Linked DNA regions of Hermetia illucens: region 2 is linked to region 1. A link is a contact called in public Hi-C data. All regions are on one chromosome and are shown on one strand. The core of a region is the stretch at or near the end of the contact, and the rest is flanking DNA. Distances in the headings are between cores, read along the strand shown. Region 1 holds the start of LOC119648346 (DDB1- and CUL4-associated factor 8). Region 2 holds the start of LOC119649928 (proteasome subunit beta type-4).

The links. A called contact is a pair of places that touch in the nucleus more often than the background predicts.
Region 2: a Hi-C map of whole body shows a contact between it and region 1, with 4 times the contacts expected there. The contact joins the promoter of LOC119649928 here to the promoter of LOC119648346 in region 1. A contact is called at or near these places in 2 of 2 Hi-C or Micro-C datasets (an unstated tissue and whole body).

Annotation. Positions count from the first base shown.
Region 1 is chr2:125,498,287-125,503,976 of iHerIll2.2.curated.20191125, reverse strand. It overlaps LOC119648346 (DDB1- and CUL4-associated factor 8), which reads right to left and starts at 3,667. Exons shown (of 9, transcript XM_038050042.1): 1 at 3,420-3,667; 2 at 3,082-3,228. The coding sequence starts at 3,176.
Region 2 is chr2:125,701,202-125,706,623 of iHerIll2.2.curated.20191125, reverse strand. It overlaps LOC119649928 (proteasome subunit beta type-4), which reads right to left and starts at 3,041. Exons shown (of 3, transcript XM_038052347.1): 1 at 2,778-3,041; 2 at 2,151-2,649; 3 at 1,879-2,095. The coding sequence starts at 2,911. The coding sequence ends at 1,943.

The sequences.
Region 1 (5,690 bases), core at 2,418-4,917:
AGGCTAATTTGGTTAACGACCTATGTAATAGCGACACCACATCGACTAAGCTAATCATAAAAAGTCAACAGAGAGATAAAGAGATACTATGGTGCTCTGCATATTTTCCATATGACGCAGAAGACGTTCCCAATGGAACATTCATCAGAGCTATCCAATATGCCAAAAGTAGAGGCATGGGGGTAATAGCAGGATGTGATGTCGACGCTCACCACATATGCTGGTCAAGTTCGAACATCAATGCAAGAGGATCGAGACTACTGGAGTATCCGATTTGCAGATCCTTAATTTGGGTAATGAGCCCGCTTTCATCAACGTGGTCAGGCGAGAGGTCATCGACATCATGGTGGCATCTCCTGACATTGCAGCTCTGATCGGAGAGTGGAGATTATCAAACGATATCACACTCTCCGATCACAGATGCATTGATTTCGTAATGGGCATGGATCCACATCTACCCACTCTATTTCAGAATCCGCGGAAGACAGATTGGATCCACAATGGTGGGACCAGAACCAGCTCTTGAAATCCGACCATCTACTCAAGTCAAGGGTGAAGGGTGAAATTGCAAGGATTCACGCAACCGAGTGGAGAAATTTGAACTCTTGCCGGCAAGCGAAAATCCTTGTGAAAGAGCCTAGGGCCACTAGAGCGACATTTTTGTTGAAAACCCTAGTAGGGCTTTTAACGGGATACTGCTCCTTAAACTACCACATGGAAAATATTAGGGTAGTGATTTCGGCTATGTGCAGCCAATGTGAGGAGGAGGAGGAGACGGTCCTGCACTTTTTATGCAGCTGCCCGGCATCCTCAGATCTCAGACACCTTGGCAAGATTTCCTTAAATGAAGAATCTGCACACTCTCTGCCTCTGGAGAATGTTCTCAGATTCGCTAAAGACTGCGAACACCGTAGGCGGGAAGCCATTGAATAGGCAATTTACGGGGACAGTACAATGGGTCTAACAATTGCCTGAGTACTCGGAGTTGCGGCTCCCCCTAGTAAAATAAACTAGAAGCCGCAGGACAACCTCCACTTGATGTTGGTGTTGAGATATTTGAACTGAAGGCGGATCTAGTACTGTTAGTGCGTGAGCCAACGCTACCAGATAAGGCTTCGCTTTGTGCTTAGTTATCTTCTGACTTAGCTCGCCCCCTTGTCAAATCCAGAGAAATTTGCCAAGATCTAAAACTCATTGTAAGAGCAAGCAAATATCATCAGCTCAGTTCGACATAGTCCATTGAAGGCATGCAGAGCCTCCGGACAAGACAGAATGAAGCACAGGATTACCGAGATCAATATGTAACATCGACGATAGAATGAAACCTTGTCGTTATTCGTGTTGGACTTCAAATTTCTCCTCGCAAGGTGTCAATATAATCAGTGAAGGAGGACCCAGAGCAGAAACCAGCCTTTGCCTTGCCGATCAAGCGATCAAGGTGTTCTTGATACTTTCCAAGATCTCGCACTCAACAAAGGTATTGTTCTTTAATTTTAACGTTCATCCCTTTCTTCCACTCTGTCACAAACATCGCGGATTCCCAGTCTTTCCGCATAAGTGGAAGAACAGTTCTGCACAAACTGCAAGGGTTGCTACGAACAGTTGCAGTTCGTGCCATCAAGCCAAGCGAGTTTGGCCCGCTTGAGCGCATTGATGGCATAGATGAATTCCCTTGTTTGGATTCCCAGTAATAGGAACATAGAGAAGAAAGCGGAAACCGACGGATTGAACACTAAGGGATATACTTCTGACAGTATACCGGTAGGCGCAGTCGACCTCCCGGTGGCGACTGCGGAGGCTACCCGCATTACCTAACAGTCCCCGAATCCAGATGACCCGACGAGTGCGAATGAGTACAGGATTACCGTGGTATGCAAGGGGCAGACCTGCGGGGGCCCCTACAATTCCCATTGTAGGACAGACAAACCTTCCGACTGCGGACACCAAGTAAAATTTTTTTGGGGAGCTCATCGTAGGGCTTGTCCTTCGTAAAGGCTACGGCTGGCTGTGAAGATCTGAGCCGGCTAGATAGAATGGAATGTGGCATTAAAACGAAGCCGCATAGCGCTAATTGGGCTCTCGTGGTGGCCACATGACCTTTCTATGTTTAAAGGAGTAGTCCGTATCCGTAAGTTATGGTAACTTGATATTTCATCCGTAAGTGGTGAGACCGTGGAGATAAAACTATGGTGATGGGTTCCTTCCATTATCATTTTAGATGAGGAGCCTGATCATGTAATTTATCTATAAATATTTTGGAAAATTTTTGCTTCTCTGAGCAGCGCCATGATATATTCTTGCCTGGCACCGTAGGGGTTACGATGGACTTCTCGAGATTTCTTGCTGTGCCGGAAATTAAGTGCACCACACCTTCAGTCTTCATTTTCGTAAGTCATCCTTGAACGGTTTCCTCGATACGAATTAGCGAAAATGTCTCCTTAAAAATTCATAGGAACAACAGCTCTAGCGATGCGACCATGGTATACAGCGTTAAAAGTAAAACTATTCCGGGACACCGTCATCGATAAATATATTTTGATGCAGTACGCAATGATTAACCTTTTAGTGCACAACTTTTTTAAAAATCCGGTTGAAAATAACTACTTATCCATGAATGTTACGATTTTGATTACAATTTTTATTGCTTTCCTTTCATGGGGAAGAATGTCCTAGAATCGACGATAGATGCATCGAAACCAGTAGCTTTTAAAATAGCTTTAATAAAAAGGAATTGCCTATTCGATTCGGCGACACAACAGAACCGCTTCCTTTTCAAAACATTGCACCAAGCACCAACAAGCCAGTTGGCTTATCTCCCCGATTACAAGCAAAAATCCATCTGGGATTTGCTGTTCGCTATCTCAGCTAACGCTGTTAGAAAAATATAAACATGTACACAGATTCGAAAATAAATAGGCCCGACGTAAGGTGATAGAGACTCATTTAGCCTGCAATAATCGCCAAACTTCGTGCGGCAACCGTCATCAAAGAAAATTGCGTCGCAAGCAGAACTGCAGCCGACCCTAAACCAATTAGGCCCCAATTCGGGAAGCAGACGTGCTAGCAAAAAATCCACTTTACCTCTCCTTATCCTTCTCGTCCGCTACACAATCCATTTTACTTGGTTTGCTGGCATTATCGCCGCTGGCACCGTCGACATTTGATTCGGCCTCCATTGCTCTGCTGTTATCGTTTCTCCGCCTCTAGCTCGGACAAATATGGAGGAATCTATTTTAGAAAAATATTTCGAATCAATTGTAGTCTCTGACGTTATGCGCGGTGATATTGAAATGGAAGTGACGCACGACAATGATATAAAACTTTGAGATATTAACGATTTCCAACTCCAGAAAAAGACTTTGAAGCGATTTTCCGTGCTCGTTGGCAGATTCTACTTTGACATATTTTCCTCAGTTTACCTGTCACTCCGAAGACTGCACTCCACGATTATGGGGAAAATTCCTGAGTAAATTTCCAATTGAAATTCAGAAAAACATTTTGTAGAAACAACGCTGCCGCCGCGCGAACTGCTAATCAGTCATTGTGCAAGCAGATATTGCATTTCGGGTAAAAATTTCAAAATGATTGGGATGAATTTTGCTGCACTTTACGGGAAAACACAATTTTTACACAACCGGTTGACAGTTATCAGCCGCTGTTTGTAGAGCCGAAGGCCACCAACAGCTGATTGGTGTGCGTTCAATACAGCTGAGTGCACCGGAAAAGGTATCGATAAGGCAGTACACGTGCTGCAAGACGTTGATGGAATGGTCGGAAAAGGTCATTTCCGGTGGAAGGCCTAATAACGTTTTATTAACGATGTAAGGCAAAAACGTCATGAAAAGATAAAGAAGTTCAAAAGTAACGTTAAGAATTGCACAGAATGTTTAGCATAGGTGACTTACAGTACTTTATAAAGATTTACCATGTCAAGTAGAGATTCAAATTAGACGCAACATTATCTCAAATATTCAAACAAAGTAACAAAACGTCTAAACGTGGTGTTTCCAACAATAATTTTCAAAATCAGTAGACACTCCAACTCAGCCAGTTTTGAGTTTGATTTTTTTGAAAGCTTATTAAAGTCGCATCGAGGACGGGAGTTTTACCAACAAGTTAGCGGAATGAGTCCATATACACCTCGATGTTTGTCCTGTCGAGGTAAAGCAAAAAATCTGATTTCCGACCGACAGGTAAGTTAAGTGCTTTGATGAATTGCTCGACAAAGAGAATAATAATAATAATAATCGTTGGCGCAACAATCCATATTGGATCAGGGCCTTGAAGTGTGTTAGAGCACTTTATTCAAGACCGTAACGGTACACTACAGTATACTGTAGGAGGCAATGTGGTCAGCATTGCGCTCGCCCGAGATTATTACCCTGATTTGACTCAGGTACTCATTCACAGCTGAGTCGACTGGTATCCGACGTCAAATCACGATACAAATTCCACTGCCACCAGTGAGATTTGAACCGCGACTTTCCGTATGACAGCCTAGTGCTCTAACCACTGAGCTATCCGGACAAAGAGAATGCCGTCGGATTAGCTGATCACTCCGGGAGTTCTAGCGATTTCGAAAAAGCTTTCCATAGTGTGAACAGGGAGTGCGACTGGAGCGCTCTACGCACGAGGGCAAGTGCAGCGAAGATTTAAACTCCGCAGACTGTTCCATGCGATTACTGCACAATGATCTGGAGCAGAAACCAAAGTGCCCTCTGTCCATCAGGCTTTCGAGATGTCCTTTGATGTATTCCAGGATTATTTTGGCTATTATCTGTGCGACGGCAAGGAGCATACAGACCGCCCCCCTTCTCCCCAGTTGTCACATTCAAAATGGGTGCCCTTCTTTGGAATTTTAACGATCATCCCCTCACACGCTAAGCAACATCCGAAGAAAAGCACGAATTGTGAAACCCTTCAGCGACGTGGCGCTGGCGGATGGCAATTTCGCTAGCGGCAAACTAGCGCCGGAGGTGTGGACCAGTGTTGAGGCGAGGCTGTCGGAGATGGTCATTGAGCATCTCCTGGACATCGAAGACAAACACACGGAATTCATCTCCTGCTTTGATTCCTCGCAGGTGGTCCGTGGGTTTTGCGCCATAGCTTGCGAGGACCAATTCTCTATGGAATTTCTCGGTTCGTGCGTAGCGAAGATCAGCAACGCCTGGGAGGGCGTAAAGCTCAATGTTATCCTTCCGACGAGATTCCCAGGAGACCGGACGATCGACGGTCCAACGGGGACTGACGAACTCCCCACGCAAGCGGATCATGTTGAGGGTAACGCAGATAAATCTGCAGCACTCAAAGTGAGCCTCTGTTAATCTGTTTGTCTTCCTCCTAGAGGAAGACGTCGACATCGCACTAATACAGGAGCCCTGGGTCGGAGGTGGCCGAATCATCAAAGGGCTCCAAAGCAAATATTTTAATTTATTCCACAGCACAGGAGACGCTGATCAGGACATACCAAGAGCATTTATTCTCGCGAGGAGACCTAGTCGTGGTCAAGTTGGAACAGGCGGGGGCAGAGAACGTGTATATTTCCTCGGCTTACATGGTTCACAACCGATCAGCTCCGCCAGAAGAACTACGACATTTAACGAACACCATAGCAACAAAGAAGGCCAACCTGTTGATAGGCTGCGACGCCCATGCAAGGCATACGTTTTGGGGCAGCTCGGAAATAACCG
Region 2 (5,422 bases), core at 1,792-4,291, 200 kb before region 1:
TTGCATATATTATGTGAGAGTATCCACTTTCGGGTGACATTGACATTCAGTTTTGAGTTTACAATGAAGCGACAACTTTGACTTATTATAACTTCCTTAGTAATAGCACGATTTCTCATCAAACTTGGTAGGATCATGCTCTATATTATAGCCTGCATCACTGCAATTTCCTGGTGCTAAGATGAACTTAAGGACGGTTTTGCAGCCAATTACTAAAAATTGTGCTAATATGCTACTATTAATTTTATTTGAATAGGCACCATATAGTGGCAGCCTTTTGATTTTGTTCAGATTATTTGGTTGGGCAGTTTCTGAGAATGGGTCCACTCAAAAATGATCACTTTCAACCCCCCGCACTCCTCCTTTCCTATAAATATTAAAACTAAGACTGACTTCGGAAAGTACTAATCGAGACCTTTCATTTGTTAGGGTATTGCTATATTTGGTGAAAAAAAATTACACCCCCCTTTTGCATGTATGGGGATCTCCCCTTAAATTCGACGTAAAAGGATGTAACTTATTGTATGCGTGAGCGTTTACAGTTCCCAAATTTCCACCAAATTTGGTGTCAATCGCTGCAACAGTCTCCGAGAAAAATGCGTGTGGCAGACAGACAGACATACAGTAAATCGATTTTAATAAGGTTTTGTTTTACATAAAACCTTAAAAATGCTGGAACTATTGTATCGCTATGGGAGGCAACTATCTTGATAAATAAAATCGTATTTTACAAAAAAAGTGCGCTTTTATTGACTAGTCTCGGGACTAATGGACTCGGGTATTAGTTCAAATATCTCGTTTCAGCACTTCGTGTTCTTGGTTCTCCTCAGATACACATCGTTCACATGATCTTAAACACTCTTCTATCGACTTGTTGGCATCACCTATGGCATTTCAATCAATTTTCTTGCAACTTCGCCATTTTGATCTTTTCAAACCCTTGATCGCCATTCATCTTTCAGTGGCAGAACTGCCATTATGATCAGTAATTTTTCGATATCAGAGTTCTTCCTGCGTCTCGACTTTGCTCCTTTAGATTAATAATCTATGCTAATTCTGCATAATTTATCCGATCTCTTGCTCGGTGTTTATTGCTTCTACACTTTTATTGAAGTGGGTTTGTTCGGCATTTATATACGCACTTTCTGTTAGTTTCACCTTCTGTAACTCCTGGCGACCTGGATCTTCTCTTTCTCCTCCATTTACCTTCAATGCCTTTGAGTGCCAATAGCCTTAAAGTCTGTTCTATACAGAGAATTGGTTATTTTTGCATTCTAAGTTACGTTCTTCAGTGTTTGGCCCGACATATTTCCGTGGCGGCTCTCAAAGATACTGTGCTCGAAGAGGTCTCAATGAAAGTTTCCTGTGGTGAAATAATAGTCGCTTATTTTGTTTCTAGATCTTGAATGCCGTTCACAAAAGGCTCAATTTTTCATCGTTTAGTGTAGTCTGCTGAGTACTAGCCCTTTTGATATGTGCCAACCTTCTCCTGCCGAGTCATGTATGAATCGCCAACTCTTTAGCTCAATTTGGAAGATTTATTTTCTATCCATATTTTCGTTGGTACTTCCATGACCGTTGTATGATTAACAATACTTCAGTGTCACATCAGCGATTTGGTGTCGTAGCGGTTTGAACATAGAAAACGGCACTGTTTCACTATACATTGGGAGTTTGAACTTTAGTCCCAGATTCTCCCTCATTACAGCAGCAGGGTGTCCTCACTTATTTTCTAGCTTTTTAAATTTAGTTCTCGGTTCGGATCTTTCTGCCTTATAGATATTTGGGCTGCTTCGTTTTGACGCGACTTTATAGAATCAATTAGCGTTTTCAGTCCAGCAATTCTTATAAATACAAATTAGAAATTAAATACTGAAATACTCTCCATACTTATAAGCATTTATTTCGTTAATCAAATACAAAAAATAGAATATTTTCGATCTCAATAACCCTCGACCGATTTCGCCAATTCCCAATTTTGAGAAACCTTGAATGGTCCTAATATTTCCGCCTTTTCTTTTGTGCATACTGAAATCGTGAAGTTCGGCGAGGCACGGCAGTCCCGATAGAAGAGCACCTCCATGCATTTCTTCACCTAAAATTATTGAATTTTTAGGATTGTTTTCCGGTTTTCATGAGAAAGATGTTACCAAAGCTATCGCCTCATCCCTGCCAATGGGTTTTCCTGTTTCGGTCCTTTCTCTTAACAATGGCAACGCCAAATGCTTTCCGAATCCAGTCGCTATTACATCGTCTTGATATGACCGTCCTCGCAGATCAACATGTCCCAAGAATGGGACGCCGTCTTCCACTCCACCCACCACAATGTCAACCCACAATGGCTCGAATTTACTTCTTTTTGTGTAGAGAATGCGTGTCAGCCAGTTATATAGCGATTTAGGTTTCATTTCATATTCGTCGGCGTAACACATATCGTCGATGATCTTTTGGTCGATGTAGCGCTTGATGCACTGGAAATCTGCAAAGTCACCACCAGCGCCGACAACGGTCTTGTTATTTATATTGAAAACACGCTGCACATCCTGGAATCGCGCCATTGAGCCATATGAAACCAAATTATCAGCAGCTATGACGACACCACCATCGAATTTTAGTCCCACTACGGAGGTTCCAGTTGTTATTGGTTGCCTGCGGGAATTGAGGTTAAGTTTTTGTTTTTTATCCGGTGAATAAGCATTTTCGAAAATCGTAGTCGATGCAATTAACAAAAGCTGAATCACTGAAACTCTAAGTTATTACAGAATAAATACACGTACGATGCTCGTTGAACGCCGTAATCCTTTTTCGGCTGACTAGCGGGTCCATTGTGTCCTGGGAAGTTGTACAATCCTCCTGGGATTGGACCATTATGCCAAAGAGGCGAAGCGAATCCATTGTTAAAGGGCAACATTACTTAGAATTCTATCAAATTGGAATTATTTGAAAGCGAAAAACTGAATCTACTTCTTTGACAATGGGATCAAATTTTGCAAGTCGTCCCCACAACACTTTGCTGTCAGTTTGACACCCAACGAAATATTTGTTGCCTGGGGGATTGGTTGTTGATGATATCGAGTTCGTTCAATGAAACAAATAATTATAAAAACCGGAAGCAGTAATCAAATATTTGTAACGGCTGTACTGGGATAATTACAGTTTTCGTAGCGCCGCAGTGTGGGGATGATTGATTTTGATAAAATGAATCAAAATAACATTAAAATGATAAATAAAATGTTTTGATATATATCTTGCTCAGTTTTCGAAATACCGAAGTTTGATGTTTTTGATATTCCTTACATTTGTTAAGATGCAGAAGAACAGGTAACCTGGTTTTATTCTCAAAATGCACTATGGGAAAGTATTATCGTATTCCTACATGCCAAATGGTGAATCATTCGGTCGCCACAATCGGAAAATTTATTGATTCCATACTTGTTCTCGGCAATTTCAAAAACTACTAAAACAAATTATCTAATCGGGTTATTTATTCTTCTAAATTGCCCTATAATCCTCTAATTTTGACTGGATGAGGAAGGGATCTAAAGCGAAAATCTGAGGTGAAAATTGAGTGTGCGCCTTATTATTTCGTTTTGAAAGAAAGAAAATTTTCTTAACTTAGAATCTAGTTTAGTATAATAGGTTTTTCAATAAGTTTTGCGGTTCGATAAGAAAAACACAATTTTATGATTTGAAATACACTTTATTATTCAGTATAGACACCGTGAACATCAATACGCTTGTTCCAACGAGATTCCAATTGATGAATTGCGTCCCTGAAGTGGGAACCTGAAAGGGCTAAAAAATACGCTTCCACAGCTGTTATGACCTCATCATTTGATGAAAAACGCTTTCCACGCATGAATTTTTTAGGTCTGGAAACAGATCGAAGTGGCTAGGGGCCAAATCTGGTGAATACGTCGCATGCTCCAATAATTCGAACTACAATTCATGGATTTTAGCTATTGTCAAAATGCTTTTGTGACACGGTGAATTGTCCTGACGAAAAAGATTTTTTTCTTCTGCAAATCTTTCCTTTTTCACGAATTTTTTCTTTCAGCAGGTTTAAAAGGTTACAACAATATTCAGAATTTATTCTTTACAAGTTCGTAAGCAATTTGTAAACGAAATTCCTTTCGCATCCCAAAAAGCTGATGAGAACACCTTTTTGGCCGATTTCAGGATACGAACTCGATTCGGAGCTGAAGAACCAGTTTCACTCCACTCTTTGCCTCTTGTTTTGATTCAGGATCATGATGATAGACCCTCTCTCATGCATAGTCATGAATTGACTCACAAAATCCACTTTATCCTATTAAAAATGCTCTAAATGTTGCCGAGAAAATCGAATTCGAGTGTGTTTTTGCTCCATTGTTAGCGAATGCGGTACCCATTGTGCACAGAGCTTTCTGAAACCTAATAGTTAGTCAAAATTTTGCTTACACTCCTTTTAGTCACTCGACGATTTTCCAATACGATATCCTGTATTTTTCCTACGATTTCTGGTTTTTGTTGCTGCTTTCGGACGTCCTTGACGTGGATCGCCTTCAAGGCTTGTACGACTACGTTTAAATTCAGAAACCCATCCTTCTACTGTACTAATCGAATGCGAAAAGTCCTTATACTCTTTCAACATTCGTTCGCTTTTAAACTTTTCGAAAATAAAAATTCAATCATTACACGCCTATACTAAAAAGCTTATAAACAAAGAATGGATTGACAGACTGAAATGAAATTTTATATACGTTCATATGAAGAGTGCACCAACACAAAAAAAAAAAAAAAAATGGGGCTAGTGGCAACGCGCTCTCTTATCGAACCGCAAAACTTATTGAACAGCCTAGTATATACCTGATATTTTGATAGTTTGGAAAAGTGAGAAATACCAGAAGGAGATAATTTAAGGACCAGTGTCCGGTTAAAAGACCTAATAGAGTTTCATGTATTTCCATCCCATAATTTAAAAGCTAAGTTTGACCTCAAACGCCATCTTTAAAAGGTCCAAATTCATTAAATTTGCTGCTTCAGTTAGATATTGGGCACCATTTGTAGTGAACTTGGACATTTGGGGGTGATCAAACGTCCATTCCGAGTTGATTATCGTCAATAGTAAGGGATCGGAAGAATCTTACCCGGATTTCCGAACTAACTAGCGTAGTGGCTTACAAGCGAAAGTTCATGGATACTTTATCGGAGTGGCGTGTTCATTTTCCAAAGTGAGGTGCAGCATTACTAATAATGTTGGTTCTACCGGAAACTTTTGTACCTTTTTAAGGTTTTGTGTAAACACAAAACCTTATTAAAATCGGTTTACTGTCTGTTTGTCTGTCTGTCTGTCTGTCCGTCTGTCTGTCTGTCTGTCTGTCTGTCCGTCACACGCATTTTTCTCGGAGACGGTTGCAGCGATTGACACCAAATTTGGTGG